Linked DNA regions of Macaca mulatta: region 1 is linked to region 2. A link is a contact called in public Hi-C data. All regions are on one chromosome and are shown on one strand. The core of a region is the stretch at or near the end of the contact, and the rest is flanking DNA. Distances in the headings are between cores, read along the strand shown.

Region 1 (6,872 bases), core at 631-3,130, 240 kb after region 2:
TGCTAAAGTAGAGTAGCTAAGGAATCAGAACTTGTTTCAAAATAAGCGAAGTGGTGGCCAGACTAGGTGACTCAAGGCATGACTCAAACCCGACTCTGGGGGCTGTCTCTCAGCTCCCGGAGGCGGGGGGCGCGGCGTCTAACACATTTTAGGAAAGTACCAGGCTTGTGGAGGGCGACAGGAAACCTCCCCGGGAGATCGGCCTGGGGCTCCTCCTGCCCTAGAGCCTGACCTCTCACTCTCCGCACTGGGAGCCACTTCCAACCTCCTGGCTTCCCCTTCTTCCCTTCGAGGCTCCCCACCCCTCGTCTTCCACCCAGCGTCACAGGGCGTGTGCGTGTGTGCGAGACGTCGCGTCTCCTTCCCCGCCGCCCTCTGCCCCGTGCTCCCCGCCACGCGCCTTCCCGCCCCGCCTCCGCGGCGAGCCGCTCCCTTCCCACCCCGCCCGCGCCCGCCGCCCGCCGCCCGCCTCCCGGGCACGCGCGGCACGAACGGCGCCCGGACCTGCTCTAAACAAACACCTGTCCTCCCTTGGCTTCGCGAGATTTGGAGCGAAAGCCTAGGCAACAGGGGGCACGTTCTCGCGAGGTTTAGGAAATTTCCCACGGCCGTGTTGTGTCTGAGCCGAGTAGTGGAAGGCGGTGGGAAGGAGGTGTAGCGTGAGACGCGACTGCCCGCATTGGGTGCATGCGCAGTGCCGCTCGCGCGGGCCGCGCCAATCCTGCAGCGCCTTCAGCAGGTTTCGGGCGGCGAATTCCAGTTCTCCGGGTTTTGGGGCTCCCTGCGGGAGGCAGTGCTGGATTGGGAATCTCTAGGAAAGGAAAGGGCAAAGGAGGGGAAAAATGGGGGGCTGCAGGTAGGAGGAGGGGGCGGGGTTCGGGCTCTGCACCTTGCTGTTCAATGCCCGGCGGGGCCAGGTTCGCCCGGGGGCTTCCGGCATCAGGCCGCCTGAAGCGCGATTCGGGCAGCCGGCAGCGTCTTCGGCTGTGCCAGGCCCTCGGGTGGCCCGGTTCCCTGTGCAGTAGTGGCCTCAACACACACCTGGGCTCACACACGGTGGCGGCTGCGATGGGGTCTTAGAGAGGCCATGTGGCACGCGAGCTGCAAGAGCTTTGATCAGGGCCTCTGGCCCGACTCGGAGGTGGGAGAATGTGGCTCTCAATTCCAAGGCAGTTTTCCCTTCTGGAGAGAACTACTCCGCACCCTGGCGTGTGTCTGCGAGGTGGCCATTAGGGGTGTCTTTCCCAGAGGCCTTGACTTGACCTCATTTCACACCTAAGGAGAACGCTAAGCCGAGAGAGCTCAACTGCAAAAGTTTTCCGTTTGCGGAGCTCTGGAAGGGCCTCCTCATTAGCATGGGGGTGTAATGAATGAAGACAGTTCCCGACGTGTCACTTGCCCGAACCCCAGGCACCTCTGACGCTCCTGCACCTAACGCCGAAATTAGCATAAAGGAGGCGCCCAGGGAACGTCTGAATGAATGAAAGGAGCTGGGAACCCAGAGTGAGCGGGAAGCCGCTTGGAAAACACCCATTGAGGAGGTGTTTCATCTAGGCCTGTGAAACGCGGCCCATTTTCCCAGGACCCCTCCTCCCTTCTCCTCGGCCCCGCCTCCTGACCCCTCCATTCCCCGTCCCCGTAGTAATCCCCTCCGGTTTTCCTCAGTCTCCACGTACGTCCCTCAAGGCGCGTCCCAAAACCTGGATAACCGGAGCGCTCCCCATGGACCACACGGAGGGCTCGCCCGCGGAGGAGCCGCCTGCGCATGCTCCATCGCTTGGGTAGGTTTCCAAGGGAGGCAGCGAGCAGGATCCCCTACTCTGCGGGCGGCGCGAGGCGTCTGGCTCTTCGCGGCGGCGGCGAGGGGAAAGGGAGCGCGGGGGCTGGGTGGAATCGAGGAGTGAGGAAAAAGGGAAGGGGCGGGGGAGAGGGACCAGGGAAGGCGTCGGGGGGAATCTCGCGAGGGTTGGAGTTTTGGCGAGAGTTTGTGGAAGATGGCGCCTGTTGTGACAGGGTAAGTCCGAGGGAATCGGAGCGCTGGGAACCGGGAAAGTTGCGGGCGTCTGGCAGCCCGCGGCGAGCGGCGGATTCGGGGGCCGCAGCGCGCTTGGCGTCCGGGGGCCCGCGGGGGCGGCGTCGCGTGCGCCGAGCGCGGCGGCGGCTGCGGCGTGTGACCGTGCGCTGCCTCTGCGCTGCCGTGGCTCGGGCTCCGGCGCGTGAGGGCGGGAGGCGGCGGCGAGGCCGGCGGGTGCGGGCGTGAGTGCGGCCGGGCGCGCGGGGCCCTCGGGCGCCGTGCCTCCCGCGCGCCTCCAGCGGGCCCTGCCTGGGGGCCCCGTGCAGCTTTGTTCCTCGCGGCCGTTGTCGCCGCCTCGCCCCGCTAGTGCCCCCGGCCCCGGGCGCTTTGTCTTTCCCCGCTGCCCCCCGCGACTCTCTACCCCCGGCCCTTTGTTTCGCCGCCTTGGGCGCTTTGTCCGACCCGTGGCGCCCCGCATCCTCTTTCCATCTCCTCCCCTCCGCTGTCCTTCCTCCCGTGCCCCTTTGTTGTGCCCCACTCTTGTCGGTAGCCCAGTGACCTGCCACAGCCCGGGCACCAGATTCCTGTCTTAATTGTTCTTCCATTGTCTTTCTCCTGTGGGTCCTCTCTCACCTTTCTCTGCGGTCCTGGATCCCCCCCCCCCGAGGCGTTGTCTCCCCCATCCATGGGCTTATTCTCTCGGCACCCCCTTCCTCTCCCGTCATCGGTTGATTTATCCACTACCCCCGGTGTACGTCTGCTGAACTGTCTCAGCCCCGGAGACTCCATCTGCTGCTTCTAAGTGCACACAGACTCTACGGTTTGTTGTTGTTTTGTGAGTCTGAAAGATGCATGGGATACTTAGTTTCCTCCTCCGCACCCCTTTTTCTCGGGATTTCTTGCACCCCCCGCCCCCCCATCGCCACCCCTTTCTTTCGGGATTAAAGCGTCTCCAATTTTCATCGCCGTCTCTTTAGTGCGGTGGGTTGTTTTGCTTGGAAACAGTAGCCCTGGAAAAAGGTCTGGTCTCTTGGTGGTTCTTGCGTCCCCCGGCCCCCGGCCCCCGCCCCCCTCCTGGTTCCTGACGGCCTAGGCCAAGGGCAGCTGTCTGTCGAAGCTTTGCATTTAGGTTGCCTGAGGATGATTGGAGGGTATCGTAGGACGGTTAGAAGGAGGCTCAAGATGTATATATGTGTTTTTCTGTTAGTGTTTGAGAATAGTTTCAGATATCCACAATGGATATTCATTTGGCATGTGAGTAGGAGTTGAGTGAATTTCCATGTTGAAAACTTGTGAGTGTTGGGGCGGAGAATTTCAGCATTTTCTAGAAATCTGGATTTAGAATTTATCAGAAACTCCTGCCTCATAAGGAAAAGGAGAGGCATTCCGGTTGGGAATTTTATATAAATGTTTTACTTTTTCTTAATCATTAGATGGTTTACAGTTATGTGCGTTTTTGCTGCTCTGTGGATGCGTGACAACCCTTCTGTCCCATCACTGGGGTTGAAATGAGGACAGCACCGAAGAGTGCAGTTTCTGATTGATGAATACTGCTTCTAGGATCTTTGTGGAAGATATTAATCAAATGCAGTAAAAAGTATACGTAAAGATGTATATTATATATATGTAATAGCCTGTAGTGAGATTATTTTAAAGACACTTCCTAGTGTTAAAGGACCCTTGAAGTGTTCTTACTGTTTTGGTAATGCTAAAAGCTTGGGGTTGTGTGAATGGGGATGGGGGGTGTGGTGTGATGTCTTTTAATGAGTTATTCTCGTGCTAGGAATAAGAGTTATTATATTTACCAGGATTACTATGCTGAATGTATTCTTCAAGAGTGAGTTTGTTTCTACTAGTTGGTCTCTACTTTTAGAAGGTATGTTACACATAAAATCATTTGGAGTGTCATTTCATTTACAAACTGAAGTTCTACAATAGTAAAGTGTTGTTTATAGAGGACATATGAGATCTACTCTAACGAGTATTGGAGCATTGGAAAGTATTTTTTTTTTCTGGCTGTGATTAGAATTAGTAGTTTGAGTTTTAATTAATGGAAAACCATGGTTTCATGATTGATACTTAAGTTTTTTTTTGTGAAAATCTGCAGTCTGGGTCGCATGAGTGGGTTTTACCAATAATCTTATGTCTCCCTTACTTGTTCTTGTACATAATGATTCTTTTGAAGGTAAAATCTTAAGCTCACTGGTTTTCTGACTGGGAGCAAAGTGTAAATACTGTGTAATAATGGAGGGTATTTTGCTCTGACTTGTACCTGTAGAATGATTACACAGACATGATAAAAGCGCTTTTACCATTTGAGTTGCGTTTTTCTTTCTAAATCGTGTAAGACTTTTACTTTGTGGTGAAATAAAACTGCTTTTAATTAAATTATAACAGCAGCATATTTCGAAATCTGGATGAGTTGTGGCTGGAGAACTTTCATTCTGAGTATTAACTATTAAAACTTTAAGTTTTATTATCCATGCATATTGCTGATGGATCTGTGATTATATTTTCAGAAAATGAGACTTGCAGTATTTTCACATCTGTACTGTTCAAAACACTTGTAGGCTTTAGATTTTAAGCAGTTAGATTTGTTAAAAAAATTACCTATTGTCCTATACCAACGGATTTCTGTCAATTTTTTTTTTTAAGTGGGTAAGATCAAAATTGGTTTGGTTGAAAGGCCATTCTTGCCAGATGTAATTCATTAAATAACCTTTGGCACCCTTGATGGGTAAGGCATTAGGAAAAAATTGTTTTGTTTTTTAAGTTCTTACACATCTCATTCTTCTGTTCATTTTTAGAAATAAAATCCAGGACTTGGCTTTAAAACATTATTTTGCATTTTGCTTCCTCCTAATACTAAATTTCATGTTATTTCAACTAGGGGCAGTATTTTCTCATGGATTGACTAAAAGTTGTTATTTTTGGCATCTGGCTTTGTGATTATTTCCAAGTTACTCTACTTCCCCTGGGCCAGTTTCCTAACTGTGTAGTAAAATGGGAATTATAATAACTTGCCACATCTGCACAGGATTGCTATGCCTTAAGGTTCGCAGAGAGCATCCTTGGATGAAAACTGTGGGGAAGGTCTATGAATTGTTACTGAAATAAGCTAATGTGAAGTAGGTCATATTTTATAGGAAGTCAAATAGGTTTTTAAATTATTGGCAAGACACAGTAGCAATAGTGGGATTTTTTAAAATCCCAAATATGTATTATAGTATGGGTAATAAAACAGATACCTTTATTCCTGCTCCCCGTAAACTTATAGGGAGAGAGACAAGTAAAACAAATTACAGGGTGATGTGTCGTGTGTGTGTGTGTGTGTGTGTGTGTGTGTATGTGTGTGGTGTGAAAGATTGAAGTTCTGTCAGACTCAAATGTAATAACATAAAATTATGGGATGCTTTCCTCTTTTGTTTTCTGCATGTAGCAATATCTTATTTATTTATTTTATTTTATTTTTTGAGACAGGGTCTCATTCTGTCATCAGGCTGGAGTTCAGTGGCGCAATCTTAGCTCACTGCAACCTCCACCTCTTGGGCTCAAGCGATCCTCCTGCCTCAGCCTCCTGAGTAGCTGGGATTACAAGCGTGCACCATCACACCTGGCTAATTTTTGTGTTTTTAGTAGATATGGGGTTTTGCCATGTTGGCTAGGCTGATCTCAAACTCCTGACCTCAAGGGATCTGCCCACCTTGGCCTCCGAAAGTGCTGGGATTACAGGGTGAGCCACCATGCCTGGCCTGCATGTAGTAATATTTAACAAATGGTAGTACAACATGCTTTCACTGGACTCTAAGCTAAGTCTGTTAATAGCAGTGATTAATTTTAAATATGCCTTATATTTGCTAGTGCTTTGTTATTTGCTCTTAATAATTTCTAATAACCATGACTATAATTTCAGATTTGACTCTTGGCCCTAGAAAAGTGTTTTGCATTTGAGGAACACTCTGTAGATACTTACTGACTGAATGAAACCTGTTGCTTCTCTGTTCTTGGTAGATGATACCATATGCCATTTGGTTCCCAAAGCCATGATTCCTGATTCCTCTCTCACCAACCTTTACATTTAACTACTGAGAACTGATCATTTTTCCTTCTAAAAAATCTCTTGTATCTGTTTCCCTTATCCTCACTGCCACAGTTCATGCTGTCATTTCTCACCTGGTTTACTGCGACGTACTGACAGCCTCTTTCTGCTTCTCGAGTCACCACCTTTATCCAGCTTCCACATGTAGCAGAGCAGTTTTTCTAAAGAGCAAATCTGATCACTGCTTAATCTAAAAACCTTTCAATGGCTCCCCCTAGCAGCCTTCATTAAGAGAGGCAACAGAGTGGAGGGTTCTGAGCTCACATTTAGTATTTAATCTGAACTGGGTTCCAGGTCTGACTCTGGCACTTAAAACCCCTGCCACTTAAACTCCTGTAACATTGACAAGTTAATCTCTTTATCAGTTGCAAGATAATTATTCCTAACTCAGAAAGTTGTTGTGAAGATTAAACGAAATAATGTATGAAAGCATTTAGCAGAATTCCTGGCACGTAGCAAGCGCTCAAAAGATGTTAGCTAATATGGCACATAGGATCCTCCATAACTATTTCATTTTCATCTTCTCCAGCTGAGTTGTTTGCCATTTTCTCTCCATAATCAGTGCTCCAGTCATATTTAAGTATATTCTGCATGAGCTCAGCGGCTTAACACCTTCTTGTGTATGAAAAGTAATGGCCCTTAGTAGGTTATTTCTCAAGACTAAGGGAATATTCTAACCAGATCTGTCAGACTACATTTGGTGCCTGGCTGTATAAATACTATATATTTAATACAGTATTAAATGCTGTATGTAATTCT
Region 2 (6,448 bases), core at 1,969-4,468:
GATTTTCTGAGGTGGGGTAGCCGGTGATAAATCATCAAGATAGGTTTAGTAATGCCAAGACCTGAGAATGTGTGCCCTGATCTGTGGGAGATGCCTGGAGTTAGGGGAGAACTGCACAGATACATGTCGAGATCATCAAGGGCCCCGAGGGCCAAATGCAGCATGCTACTTCCTTTTGTAAGTCAAGTTTTATTGGAACACAGCCACGCCTGTTTATTTACATATTGACTGTGGCTGCCTTTGTGCTACAGTGACAGAGTGGAGTATTCATCTAAAATACGTACTATCTGGCCCTTTACAGGGCATAGTTTGCCACCCCCTGCATCATATGCTGGCCATAGTGGAGAAGACAGCACAACAGAGCAAAGCAGCAGGGAGGCCCCAGGAAAGCCCCCAATCCCTCATAGCCAGGCCCATGTAAGAAAGCATCTGAAAGTTTCCCTTGCTCCTGTCTCCAAAATGGGCATAAAATGGCCAAAAGAGGGCCACAGACCTGAGCAGAGCTTGAGGTTGGGACAAGAAGGATATATTGGAGATGGAGGGCTCTCTAACAAAGAGGTCTTGGCAGCCTCCAAGTATGGCCCCACAGTGCCACTACACATAGGTGCCGATGGCCAAAGACCAGGTCTGCTTCAGGCTAAGGATGCCGTGGACCACACCACCCCATCCCTCTCTCAGTCCCCCAGAACCCCGTTTTCCACCTACACCATCCTATATTTCCAGGATCTTACCAGCAACCCCAAGAAGAAGGGAAGGGAATGAAATTTTGAATTGAGTGACTGAAACTGGCATGACTGAATAAACACCGAAGTGAGTGATTTTTACCAGGAAGACACTATATATTAAGTTTCCTGCCACTAGAAAAATGTAGACTTAAACTAGAAATTAGGTTATAGAAAAATGAAGAGGTTTACATTCTACATAGCCGATAGGAAGAACAGGAAACTGACTTTGTCGCTTCAGGAAATTGGAACTTCATTCACAGCAGTTCTGAGACCACAGAAGTTGAAGTCCTTATGGCTAATGACTCAGTGACTCCATACCTACTCATTTTTCTATGGACTTCTTTCTAGAATAACACTGTTTAAAGCAGTCCAAATCTCCCGGAGATTTTTCCCCTTCTACCTGCAACTCCATAGAAGGAATCCTGTACAAGTCTAAATTTTCACCAGTAGGTGGTGCTAACACAGACACTGCCCTATACTTATCTGAGAATGAATTAGCCAGACACTAATTGAAACTCTGCATTAGCACTTTTCTCTACAGCGCCTTCCCTTTGGTCTAATTGAACTTTGTTATTAAGCAGTCCCTGAGTGGTTTCACCTCAGGGCTAACACTCTGTCTCTGGAGTGGTATAATGGAAAGAATTCCAGCATTAGGAAACATGGGGTATGGATTTTGGCTGTCTTACTAACCAGATGAATTGGCCAAGTCACTTAATCTCTCTCAGTCTTAGGATCTTCATTTTTAAAATAAGTGAGTTGGGTTTGTTGGATGCTTGTTTTCCAGGTTTGAGAAACAATTCTACAACCACTCTTCTCCCATCAAGCTAATACACTTTGAGAAAAACTCAAGATTCCAAGAAATAGGCTCTTGGACACAATTCTGTGGGGGAGGTAAGAAGTCTGTGGCACAGACTTTCTGTCAGGCAATTTGGCAATGTATAGCAGCAGTCCTAAAAATATATGTACCTCTTGACCACGAATTCCATATCTGGGAATTCATCTCAAATAAATAATTACAGGCATGTGCAAATATGGAGCCAAGGGAACACTCTATAATGCAGTGCTTGTTGGCTTTGTTGAGAGCTCAGTGTATCTTTGCTAACCAGATTCTGAACTTCAGATAATCTTTAGAACTGTATTATCATCCTTGTATAAGGCAACAAAGCAAACTATTGCTTAATCACACAATGAAAGGAAGAAGTAGTGGACATATTTTGTGTGCCACACACCAAGCCAGACACTTTTCTTAAGTTATTTCTTTAAATATTCTTACAATAACCCTATGGCACAAAGGGATTATTAATTCTATTTTATACCTAGCAAGTCCAATGCTTAGACCAGTTAACCTTCTTCATCAAAGTCACCCAGTGCTGATTACCGGGAGAAGAACTGCATCTTCTACTTTACAAAGATCGAGTTCTCTGAGGGCTTAGGGAAAACTTTCCCTCTGATGGAAGTAAGAGGAGGGAAATTCAGGATGCGAACTTCGATTCTGCCTGAGAATTGGACCTGGGCTCTTGGGCGTCTTTGGGGAAGAACTGCAATTTCAAAGCTTCTGCCAATTCTTCGTGCTGCTAAAAATGGAAACCCAAATTAGTCTGTGGGGGCCAAGGCTTTCTGGTGGAGAAAAAGTGCTTAAATGAGCTTTTATCTGTGCAAAAGGAATGGAAAGCCTAGACAAGGAAACACTCAAGCTCTGTGTCTACCAAAATAAAAGAGTGAGGATTGTTCCGATGTTAATGCATTTGGGGCTTTCTCTGGTAGACAGAGGGAAGGGGCTGTGGGGGCTTGGCATTCAGGGAAAGAGAAACACAGTCAATGCAAACCCCTATGTGGAGGTGAAGACAGGGTAGGAGCACACCCCACAACGTGCTGGGAGCCTGAAGGTGAAGGAAGACCAGTAGGAATTGGGTGGGATGAGATTTGGCCCAAGGACTCGGGGTGTGGTTGGTCATGGCTGACACTGAGCTTAATTTTTCCCTCTCTGCACTGAAACTCCTTCAAGCTTGCAGTTGAGCCAGAAAGCCTCATGTGAGCGTTGTCTTGGGGTGAAGGGAGGCACTGAATCCATTGGATCAGGGACACACATTCAGGTGGAGAAACAGTAAGTGAATACCAAGACTATGTCTATATTCCTTGGAAGAATCCTGGGCTTCCTGAAGCCTCCTGGTTTGGAAGCTGGAGCTCTTTTATTTGCATATATATATATATATATATATATATATATTTTTTTTTTTTAAAGGATGGTCTTGGAAGGTTGTCATAAACTCAGGAACACAGGAGTTCTGTCTAATTGTTGTATTTCAGGGACTGAGACTTAAGATGGTCTGCAGGACAGCTGAAACCATGGAGAAGGATGCTTCTTAACAGGGTTCACCTGTTCTGAGGACTCTGCGCCCACAAGCACTTGGCTGCCGTCAGCAGGCTAGGTGATTACAGCATTAGATCATGCCTCTAATGGGAAAAAGGCTTCTCCTCTCTGGCTGACTAATCAGCTTGCCATTTTTATTGCATGATCAGTATCAAGAGGCAATGATTTCTGTCAGCTCCCCGGGTGCACACTAGCATGACAGAAAGAACAGCTATATTAGCAAAGAAAACAGGTGGAGGGATTAGCAAACTTGCTTAAAAGGTCAAGACAGCTTGGTCCCTTATGGCACAGCAACAGGAAGGCTGAAGGGGCCCCTTTCTTAGAACAAGAATAGCTGCTAGTACAAAACTCCCATACAAGGAGTCCTCTCTAGTCATCTTGCTGTTTTCCTTTTTCTTATTATTATTTTAAAGTCCAAAGTATTTCATGCTCATTGTCAATCTGTAGCAGTTCCCTAGGGCTGACGTGACAAATTACTACAAACTTGGTTTCTTAAAACAGCAGGAAATTATTCTCTCATGGCCCTGGAGGCAAAAAGTCTGGAATCAAGGTGTGGGCTACGCTTCCACTGGAGGCTCTAGGGGAGAATCCTTCCTTACTTCTTCCAGCCTCTGGTGGCTCCAGGCAATCTTTGGCATTCCTTGGCTTGTGTCTGCATCACTCCAGTCTTTGCCTCCGTCTTCACACGACCCCCTCTTCTCCCTAAGTGTTCCTCCTCTGTGTTTCTCACATAAGGACACTTGCTGTTGGACCTAGGGCCCACCTGGATCTGCCATGGTGACCTCATTTTGAAATCCTTAGCGTAATTACATCTGCAAAGACTCACTTTCAAATAAAGTCTCATCCACGGGTTCGAGGAAGATATGAATTTCGAGAGGTTAATATTCAACCCAGTGCTTGGGGATGTCCTTTTGTGTCAAAGTGCTTTCAAAGCTCTTGAAAACTCATGTTCAAAGTGTCAAGTGCAAAGGGCCGATCTGTGAGGAGCAGTGCCAATGTATCCATAGCTGACTGAAGGTGGACAATGGGCAGTGCTGGGGCCAGGACACCTCCGGATCAGTGCTCCCTCCCCACTCAGCTCACACCAGTCACCAAGTGCTGTGTGTGGTCCCATCACACCATCACAACCTCTTCTCCAAAGTCCAGGCCACCAAATTCCTCACCTGAGCAACAGCAACATCCTCTGGAAGGAATTTCTTCATCTCTTGTCTTGCTGGCCTCCAATACATTCTCTAACCGTCAGCCCATGTGTCCTTTCTAGGTTAAAATTAAAATTATGCAAAGCTTGCTCATTGCCTTTGGACTGTGGTCCAAGCCTCTTGGCAGGGCACTCCAGGTCCTCTGAGACCAGCTCCTTGCTTCCCAAGGCAGTCTCAGCTCCCTGCCACACCTCTGGCAGCCTAAGCCCCAGGCGTTCTTGCCACTGAAGAACTGAGCAAGTCCACAAACACCTCCCTGCCTTTACATCCTCTGCTCCTCCTGTCTGAAAATCTTCTTTTCCTTATTCACCTGGTCTCTTGGGGTGAATAGTGACCCAAAAAAGATATGCCCTAACTTCCAGAACCAGAGAATGTGATCTTATTTGGAGAAAGGGTTTTGCAGATGTAAACAACTTAAAGATCCCAAGATGAGATCATCCTGGATTACCTGAGTGGGCCCCCAATTCCACGACAGTTGTCTTTATAAGAGAAAGGCAGAGGGAGATTTGACACAGAGCAGACAGTCCTGTGAAGACAGAGGCAGAGATTGGAGCCATGCAGTGCAACCTGAAACCAAAACTTGCCCGGAGTCACTGGAAGCTGGAAGAGGCAATGAAGGATTCTCTCCTAGAGCCCCCAGAGGGAGCATGGGCCTGCCAACCCTTTATTTTGGACTTCTGACCTCCAGAACTATAAGAGAATAAATTTTTGTTGTTTTAAGCCACCTAGTATGTGGCAATTTGTTAAGCAACCCTAGGAAACTAAGAGGCATGGATAATCCCAGGATCCCATGGAAGGTTGTGCAGGTTGCTAACTTCTCAAGGGCACTACAGGATGAGGAGAGACTAAATACAGCTCGCGCTGGGCCTGCCAACCTGCGTGCCCTGCAGGAGACGGCTCCTGGCCAGAAGGGGCACCTCTGTCTTGTTTACAGCTGGCCAGCACCAGCTCCCGTTCTTGGGTTTTCTTCAACTCTCTGTTCCTGGGTTGCCCGTCCAGGAAGCCTTTCTTGAGTCACACTTCTCCCCAGGACTAGTCTGGACCCTTCATCTGCTCTAGCAGATATATTTATCCTGCTGTAACACAATTGTCGGTTCGCTTTTCTGTACCCTCCTCCATATCTCAGAAGCAAGGGCTGCTCTTAGTCTCCTCTTTCCGCTGTGCCTAGCACATCATAGGTGCTCAAAAGAGACCGGTTGAACGAATGAGCAGGAGCCAGCCCTGGAGCCTCCGTGACCCTGCGGCAGCGAGAGGCACAGTGAGCGGGAGCACGGATGGGATGCCTGTCCCAAGGGGCTACTGAATCAAGGCAATGTCATGCTCGTCACAATTTGCCTAAACTAGCCATCAAACAGAACGGAAAAATGGCTCTAATAGGGAGCATCACCAGGACATTAACATTTTGCAGATGTGGTATCTGATCTTGTGCCTTTATCTTTTCCCTAACTGAGGCATCGGTGCCTAAGGATATTTCCACTTGGGCCAAACACATGCTCACACATCCAATGGGACCCAACGTTCTGCATTCCACGCAGATACACACATGAGCTCATGCAAGTCCCAGGGTGCTCATCTGGTCCAGATTTGAAGGAAACTATTTAGCTAGATGGAGAAAAACACATCATGTACAACTTAATACCAAACAGATTTTATGACATACTGAAAATGCTTTTGATAATCTACTAGTATATCAGAAGGGCTAATGAACTAAAAAAGAACCAGCTAATATCATATCTTTGAGGTCTGGACAATGTTTATGTGGATTGCAGAGATGACAGAAAATACAAAAAGATGCAGAGAGCTTTAGGGAAATTTATCCAAAGGCTCCCCCACCCCCTACTGAGAAGCAGTCCTGTTTATTGTAGCAAGAAATGTATTTTGCCAATTTGTGAACATAGACAATTATTTTCTGGCTAAAAGTCAGGGTGGACTTTTCCAGAGATGCAGAAGGGCTATTACTTGGCCACTAAGATCCCTGGTGGGCACAGGCAGCCATGGATGCTACTAGGGAAATAATCGGTGCATGACAGTTTCACTTGGGACTATCTCAACCCATTGGTGGTTTCCTTGGCAGTGTGGGGAGCCCCTCCATTAACTGTCACTTGACCACAACAGCATTCCTAAGTGATTCCTAAGACTTCATGAAGTCTCTC

Evidence for each region. A called contact is a pair of places that touch in the nucleus more often than the background predicts.
Region 1: a contact with region 2 is called in a Hi-C map of fibroblasts, with 2.1 times the contacts expected there. The contact joins the promoter of RBPJ here to the enhancer-like site in region 2. A contact is called at or near these places in 5 of 14 Hi-C or Micro-C datasets (CD4 T cells, blood, fetal cortex germinal zone and 2 more).

Annotation. Positions count from the first base shown.
Region 1 is chr5:25,359,093-25,365,964 of T2T-MMU8v2.0, forward strand. RBPJ (recombination signal binding protein for immunoglobulin kappa J region) reads left to right here and starts at 1,881. Exons shown (of 12, transcript NM_001260693.1): 1 at 1,881-2,014.
Region 2 is chr5:25,120,578-25,127,025 of T2T-MMU8v2.0, forward strand. No RefSeq gene overlaps it. Among named protein-coding and RNA genes, the nearest start is that of SMIM20, 170 kb to the left of the region's middle. Within about 2 kb of position 3,219, at least 1 of the 40 cell types and tissues checked has an H3K27ac peak or open chromatin away from gene starts, as enhancers often do.